2 separate regions of the Sus scrofa genome follow, and region 1 is linked to region 2. The links are chromatin contacts, called in public Hi-C maps. All regions are on one chromosome and are shown on one strand. Each heading gives the region's core, a stretch centred on a gene start, on an enhancer-like site or on the middle of the called end of the contact. The rest is flanking DNA. Distances are from core to core; before and after follow the strand shown. Region 1 holds the start of FAU (ubiquitin-like protein FUBI). Region 2 holds the start of POLA2 (DNA polymerase alpha subunit B).

Evidence for each region. A called contact is a pair of places that touch in the nucleus more often than the background predicts.
Region 1: a contact with region 2 is called in a Hi-C map of fetal skeletal muscle, with 2.7 times the contacts expected there. The contact joins the promoter of FAU here to the promoter of POLA2 in region 2. A contact is called at or near these places in 3 of 5 promoter capture datasets (fetal skeletal muscle and liver), 22 of 47 Hi-C or Micro-C datasets (alveolar macrophages, blood, embryonic fibroblasts and 12 more) and 2 of 2 datasets of contacts at active chromatin or transcription factors (alveolar macrophages and skeletal muscle).

The regions. Positions count from the first base shown.
Region 1 is chr2:7,068,435-7,072,441 of Sscrofa11.1, reverse strand. It overlaps FAU (ubiquitin-like protein FUBI), which reads right to left and starts at 1,539. Exons shown (of 5, transcript XM_021082866.1): 1 at 1,192-1,539; 2 at 841-923; 3 at 610-754; 4 at 1-22. The coding sequence starts at 915. MRPL49 (mitochondrial ribosomal protein L49) reads left to right here and starts at 1,438. Exons shown (of 4, transcript NM_001245013.1): 1 at 1,438-1,539; 2 at 2,670-2,820. The coding sequence starts at 1,462.
Region 2 is chr2:6,947,717-6,951,766 of Sscrofa11.1, reverse strand. It overlaps POLA2 (DNA polymerase alpha subunit B), which reads left to right and starts at 1,478. Exons shown (of 18, transcript XM_013994111.2): 1 at 1,478-2,485. The coding sequence starts at 2,407.

The DNA of each region.
Region 1 (4,007 bases), core at 290-2,789, 120 kb before region 2:
GCCAGGGAACCATGAACTTTACCTGTGGTAAGAAAGGAGGACAGCAGTTAGAACAAGAAGGCCCCACCCAGCAGAATCCTTTCTCCCTCAACTCAAGCTTTAAAGGTAAGATGGGCCCAACAGGGAATTAAAACAAAGTCGTAGAGATCTGAACTCTGACCAAGAATATCCAGTCTAGTACATCCTGGGGTTTCACTTCAGGATTTTCCAGCTCCTGACTTACACCACAGCTCATGGCAACTTGGGATCCTTAATCCACCGAGCAAGACCAGGGGGTGGAACCCGCATCCTCATGGATACTCGTTGGGTTTGTAACCTGCTTAGCCACAAAGGGAACTCCAGCTCCTGACTTTAAACAAGACCTAGAGAGCACCTTGGTGATCTGCTCTAACCTCCTGATTTTCCTGAGGAAACTGAGACATAGACAAGGATCTATTTAGAAAGTGACTGAAATAGAACTACCGTCTAGAGAAGTTTCCCACAGACCTCTCAAGAGTTCCTCTTGAGGGAGGGAAACATGAAGAACCACCCTGGATTGAGGACCCTGAACTCCACACCCTACACCCATGAACTTACAAGCAGTTCAAGGTACAGTGCTCCCTAACTCACCTCCAAGCATACGGCCGGCTACTTCCAGAGTGCTCAGGGCCTCCACCCCACACTGGCCGAGGATGGCATCATCCTCCAGGGGCGTGCCTGCCAAGAGCAGGACTTGATCTTCTGGAGCGATGCCCTCCAACGAGGCTACATGAGCCTAAATGGAAAAACAAGACTCATTAACGTTCCCGCGGAAGGCAAAGGCGAACACAAAAGACCCCAGGAAACACTACGACGCCTCACCTTGATCTGGGCGACCGTCTCCTGGCCGGTCACCTCGAGAGTGTGTAGCTCCTGGGCGCGGACAAAGAGCTGCATGTTGGCGACTGAAAAAAAAAAAAGGGGTTGCCTGTAAGAGAATAAATACTCTGGGACAGAAGGGATCAGGTAATGGGGGATGGGCCGGGGGCGACTGCGCCGGGGAGCAGCTGGTCTCGGGGTCTCACGTGGGTAAGGCCGGACCTGCCAGGGGGGTCCGATGGGGATCGGCCAGGCCCCCCGACCAGCCCTCTTCCTCTTTTTTCCCCGTTCCTTCTAACCTCGCAGCCAAGCCCCAAATAAGACCTCCGGATCTATCCAAGGCCAAAATCTTACCTGAAGCGCGGACACCCCTGCCGCTACCGCGAAGATGGAGTCGAGAAAGAGGAAGGAGCGAGGGCGCGCACGTCCTCTCCGCCTGCTGCGTGCCACGTCACTACTGAGCGACCGCCAAGATCTCTGATTTTTGTACCGCCCAGAGCCGTCCTGGCTCCGCCTCCTTACGCTTTGCGCAGGCGTTCTCTCGGTCCTGGGCGGAGCGATCATAAAGGGGCTGGACCAGGCGGGTTGCGTGCGCAGAAAGCTAGTGTACCTGGGCTGTTCGAGATGGCGGCGACTGTGCTCTGCGGTGTACTTCGTGCCTGGAGAACTGGCGTCCCGCTGGGCTGCGGGCTACGGCGGCTGGTGAGAGCGCTGAGCCTGGTGCTGGAAGCAGAGGGCTGGTTGTGAGGCTGTTATCCCTTGCTCGTCCCTTCTTGGGGGTCGCTTTTCTGGAGCTCAGATACTAGACTGAGAGGGAAGGGGGCAGGGCCTGAAGTGGGCTCCGGATTGTGGGGCTTAAGATACTGAAATATGATTGGAGGACAGCCTGAGTTAGAACTAGGTGCTGGGCATCGATTCTTGCTGATTTTACGTACACACACACACACACACGTAGACAAAATATTTTTTTGGCCGCGAGACATGTGGAATTCAGGGTTCGAACCTGCCAGAGCAGCGACCTCAGCCCCCGCAGACAGCAGTGACAACGCCGGATCCTTAACCGCTGCCCCGCAAAAGAACTCCGCTGCCTTATTTTTTGAAGGGGACACCGTTGTAGACGTTGGAGGTTGGCCCCAGATCTTGGCGGCACCTCTGGGAACCTAAGACTCACAATGTATAGGACTGAACATCTTTCTTCTGATTCTTTTTGTGACCCTGGGACCTATCAGGAGTTCTGGGTATCTGCTGGGAGAAGTATGGGAGGATAGGAATGTGACCTCAGGTAGATTGTTTGCTAATGTCTTGATATTTCTTGGATATAAAAAGAAGATAATAAAATACCTAATGTATCAAATTATAAGAATTGAGTGAGGAATTTCTGTCGTGGCTCAGCAGTTAATGAATCCGATTAGCATTCATTAGGATGCGGGTTTGATCCCTGGCCTCGCTCAGTGGGTTAAGGATCCGGGGTTGCCACGAGCTGTGGTGTAGGTTGGGTGTTGCTGTGGTTGTGGCATAGACAGGTAGTATAGCTCCAGTTCGACCCCTAGCCTGGGAATCTCCACATGTCAAGGTGCGGCCCTAAAAAAAAAGATCAAAAAAAAAAAAAAATTCTAAGAGAGGTGGGCCTGAGTTCCTGAACTTCTTTTTAAGTCCCCTCAGTATCCTGCACCCGGGACTGAAGTCTGGTGCTTTCCTGCCTCAGCCTTTTCTTTAAGCCCTTCTCTCTGCTTGTAATGTTTCCTTTTCCTGCTTGAGGAAAGGTCTGCCTGTTGGGGGCTGGGTGGTGGGTGGGCTGATGGGAGATGGTCGTTTGTTTGTTTTTGCCTCAGAGCCAGACCCAGGGGACCCCTGAATACCCCAGCTTCGTGGAGTCTGTGGATGAATACCATTTCGTGGAGCGCCTCTTACCCCCTGCCAGCATCCCAAAGCCCCCAAAGCACGAACATTATCCCACTCCTAGTGGCTGGCAGCCCCCCAGAGGTGAGCAGGGTTCTGGGGATGGCGTGAAGGCTGCAGGAAAACATCCCCTCCGTAGGGGTCTCTGCCCTGGCTGAGGCTCTGGATTCCTGGTGGGTTCAGGACTGGCAACCCCGAGCTAGCATCTGTCTGTGTTCAGGGAAGGGCCCCGAATGGAGCACTGTTTTACTAGTACCGCCCCCACACACGATTGGGGTGGGGTCTTGCCCTGTGGGAAAAGCAAAGCATAGAGAGAAGACCCAAGAATTTGGACCCCTACCCCCATCCCTGGCCATAAGTGAGAACACAGCTTGGGAGTTGGGCAGTTCTGGATCCACAGATTCGCAGTTCTGGCCAGGGTTTTTTGTTTGTTTTCCATTTTAGAGCTGCACCCCAGGCATATGGAAGTTCCTGGGCTAGGGGTTGAGTCAGAGCTGCAGCTGACAGTTTATGCCACAGCCACAGCAGTGCCAGATCTGAGCCACATCTGTGATCTACACCACAGCTTGCAGCAGTGCTGGATTTTTTTTTTTTTTTTTTTTTTGTCTTTTTGCTATTTCTTGGGCCGCTCCCACGGCATATGGAGGTTCCCAGGCTAGGGGTCCAATCAGAGCTGTCGCTGCCTGCCTACACCAGAGCCACAGTAACGCGGGATCCGAGCCGCATCTGCAACCTACACCACAGCTCAGGGCAACGCCGGATCGTTAACCCACTGAGCAAGGGCAGGGACCGAACCCGCAACCTCATGGTTCCTAGTCGGATTTGTTAACCACTGCGCCACGACGGGAACTCCAGTGCTGGATCTTTAATGCACTGAGCGAGGCCAGAGATTGAACCCACTCCTTCATGGATGCTAGTTGGGTTCTTAACCCAACTAGTGAACAGCAGGAACTCCCTATTGCCAGTATTTTTGAGTAAGTCACTTAGCTTCTCCCAACTTCAGTTTCAGCAAAATAGAGATAATCTGCTCAGCACATAAAATGCATTGTGCAGAGCCCAGCCCGTGGTAGGTTTTCATTGCTTAGAAATACCCATCCCTGGAGTTCCCTGGTGGTTCATCAGGTTAAGGATCCTGCATTGTCACTGCTATGGTTCAGGTCCCTGCCATGGTGTGGGTTTGATCCTGGGCCCAGGAATTTCCACATGCTGTGGATGTGGCCAGACCTCTGTTCCAACCTCTTCTCCACAAAAAACCCCAATAAATACCCATC
Region 2 (4,050 bases), core at 229-2,728:
TCATGCCATTGTTCCTAAAACTTCCTCTTTTGTTTTTTTCTTTGTTGTGCTCTTTGGGGTCAATGGCTTTTTCTGCTGGAACAGTGCCCTCTTCACACTGCTATAAAGAGATTTTGCAGATGTAATTATATTCCCAAACCAGTTGATCTTAAGAAAGTGGTCCTGGAGTTCCCACTGTGGCACAGTGGTTAATGAATCTAACTAGGAACCATGAGGTTGCAGGTTGGATCCCTGGCCTCACTCAGTAGGTTAAGGATCTGGCATTGCCCTGAGCTGTGGTGTAGGTCGCAGACGCGGCTCGGATCTGGCATTGCTGTGGCTCTGGCGTAGGCCGGTGGCTACAGCTCCGATTGGACCCCTAGCCTGGGAACCTCCCTATGCCACAGGAGCAGCTCAAGAAAAGGCAAAAAGACAAAAAAAAAAAAAAAAAAAGAAAGAAAGAAAGAAAGAAAGTGGTCCTAACCTAACAACAGGAGCCCTTTAAAAACAGTGTCTCTGTGGGAATGCAACTTAGCCAACACTTTGATTTCAGCCTTACTGAGAATGCAGACATGCTGTGTCCAGACTTCTGAGCTACAGCTCTGTGGACAAATAAAACAAATGCTGTTTTAACCCACTAAATTTACGGGTTAAATTATCACAATAATTTACAGTAAATAATTACACAGCAATAGAAAACAAATATATGCTTTATTGCTTGTACCCAGGTGAACTGCTCCCACCCTCTGCCATTTGTACCTACCAGTAAGAAAGAAGCCTAAGATGGTTTTCCCTCTCCAGCCCTCCCCCAACTGTGGTTTACATGCAGACTACACCCTGTTTCACATGGTTGGTTTGAGGCCAAGACAGGACTCTTCCTGGCTTTTCTTCCCTCATCGTATGCCCTAAAATGCTCCCTAAGTGTCTCTGGCCTCTGCAGTGCAGTCTTTTTTTTTTTCTTTTTAGGGCTGCACTCTGGCCATATGGGAGTTCCCAGGCTGGGGGTGGAATCCGAGCTACAGCTGCTGGCCCACGCCAGAGCAACGAGGGATCTGAGCCGCACCTGCAACCTACAGCGCAGCTCACAGAGAGAGGGGGCAGATCCCCAACCCACTGAGCCAGGCCAGGGATCCAACCTCATCAGCATAGATACTAGTCGGATTCATTTAGAGCTGCGCCACAATGGGAACTCCCCATGTAGTGAGGTCTTGAGAATCACTGTTCTAGTGATAGCCTGTACTTTCCTCCCCGGATACTCAGTTTCCATTTATTTTATTTTTTACTGTAAATTACAAAATGAGCATCTTTGTTTATAAAACTTTGGATTCTGGCCGGTTTTCTTAGGATAAGAAATGCTAAGTCAAAAGAGAATGAACAATCTTAATAACTGATATCATACTGCCGAACTTTATTCTAGAGACTCTACCAACCTACCATCCCATTAGCCAAGTATGATGCCTAGCGTTATTTGATCTAAGCTGAGCCAATGGAGATTTGGGCTCCAGAAAATAGACCTATACGACTGTGGCTGTGACTACTGGTGGTAGCCGCGATGATAACCATGGCAACCAGATTCCCTAAGGAAGTCGCGCTGAGTGCAGAGATGATGCAGAGATGACGCGGGAGACAAGAGCAGGGACAAGACTTTCCTCTCCCGCGTGTTGGACACAGAATGTTTGAGACATTTGAAGGCACGTACACGCCACGGCCTGCGCACGAAGGCACGGACAAAAGGGTGACAAGCATACATCACAGAGCTTCGCGGAGCAGACGGTGGCCGGAAGAGTCATCCGCGACTGGTACAGAACCGCGGTTTCCATGCAGGGAGCGGGTGAGAGCGGGCAACAGCGCGCCCGCGCCTCTCTTCTGAGCCCAGTAAAAGATGACTGCGCAGCCGCGGTAGGGCGGGCCGACCATCAGGCGCACACGCGCGATCCGCCGTGCGGGCGTTCGTGCGCACGCGCCCTCGGACGCGCGTGCGCGCGCGTAGTCCGGGAACAGAGAGAAGGAAGTCGAGGCGAAGGGGTGGGGTTGAGCGGGCCTCGCGCATGCGCGCGCCGTGCAAACCATTTGGCGGGTTTTTCCGGCCTGCTCGGTTCTCCCGTCACAGAGATGCTCCCCGGTGGCTTTTAGGAAGTAGGGCCTTCTCCCCTAGAAGAGTGACTTCTCAAGATTTCTGCTCCCTTCCTTCAGGCATTTGGGAGCTTCGGGAAAAAAAGAAAATAAAAAGTATTTCTCTGAGACTGACGGCCAGGGCTTTCTGACCGCCTGAGGTCTTGGATTATTTGGTCACTTTCGGTCTCAGCCCCCCGGAGAGCGAAAGGATCGGAGGAACCGCGTCCTGCTCATCGATCTCCACGGCCGTGGGTTTCTTGGCGTCAGGTCGGAGCTGGGTGGGCTCGGCCCCGGCCCCCGTCCTGGGTCATCATGGCCGTGTCCGCCCAGCTCTTGCGGGAGGAGTTGCAGATCTTCGGCCTAGAATGCGAGGATGCTCTGATTGACAAATGTGAGTCCCTTGCCCCCTCCCCGGGCCCCAGCCCAGGCCCACGCTCTCGCTCCGTGTTCCCAATCGCCTAGAACCCAAAGGGAGGCGCTTCCGGGGGGTTGTGAGGTGAGTTAAACTGAGTTTTGAGGTTTGGCGTGTGGGGCCTTTGAAATGCTCACAGGGTACTGCTTGGATCCCAGCTCAAAGGAAAGAATATGAAGCACAATTTTAAATCGACGCAGTTTCCTAAAGGTGAAATTGGGACGTGCCAGGTTCTCATCTCCGAATTTGGAAATTGTTTAAGCCTCGATAACCAAGCAAGAGATGTTGGGGCTTTGAAATACAGCCTTTTCTGGCATCTCCCTTTCCAGCCTACACCTAAACTTCTGCTGATCCATCCCTTTTCATCAAAACTGTTTGGTCTGTGCAAGTATGAGTTTCTTGAGGTGGGTTCATAAAATTGAATTTTAGCTGGGAAGGGACTTTAAGGAGACTGTGAGCTGTTCACAGCTGGAGAAACAGATAACAGAGAGTTCATTGGCCTGTCCCCCATTCCAGTGCTGCATTGCATTGGTTCATCTTATTGGTCAGGCTCCGGGGCAGTGTCCAGAGTTGCTGGAAGCCAAGTCTCGGGAGGTGTGGACGTTCTCAGTGTTAGAATCAGGATGATAGTGCATCTGCCTTAATCATGCATCCACACATTGAATTTCTTTTTTTAATATATAAAACCAAAACACAAACATGTTCATTTAGGAGAGACCAGAATACTCCAAGTTCTGAAGCCCAGGGCATTCCCTTCCTGAAAGGAAACTTAAGTGAGAAAGCCAATCACAGTTAAGAAATTTATTTGGTGAGCTTGAAAGCAAAACAAGAGAAGTTAGTTGTTGTGTGAACAAAATTTGTAAAGGCTTCAGTTCAAGATGCCTGCTGCTCACATAGGACATTGGCGGTGGTATTGGAGTTCTAGCCCTTGAAGTCAGAATCGCTCACCTCGCTGGGATGTTTACATTGTCCGACAGTCATGCCGTATTTCCCTGGTCTGTCCACTTGGAGTCTCCTGATGACTCAGTGCCACCTTCTCCTTGAACATCTTCTGACCCGCTCTCACTCTCAGCTGATGAACTTCCTGTTTTGCTGAGAAAGTAGAAGGAATTAGAAAACTTTTGAGTGTCCTTGTCACTCAGTGGGTTAAGGATCTGGCATTGTCACTGCAGCGGCTCAGATCACTGCTGTGGCAAGGGCTTGGTCCCTGGCCCGGGACTTTGCATATGCCGCACGTGCAGCCAAAAGAGAGAGAGAGAAAGAAAGAAAGAGACATGTATAAGCTACCACCACTGCTTCTTCCCACTTACCTGTGTCTGTATCATATTCCTTGCCTCCTTCCCATTACAGTAAGTAAATGCTTCATATTCCTAGCAGAAGCCACACCCTCCACTCAGGTCCATTCCTTGTCACTTTCTTTAGGCCATCGTTCAGTAATTCTCCCTTTTTTTTTTTTTCATTTTCTGTTTTTCTCTCTCTAGGATTTTTTCCTGAGCAGCATAGAAAAGTGGTTCTTACCCCAACCTTTTAAATACTCCCTCTTC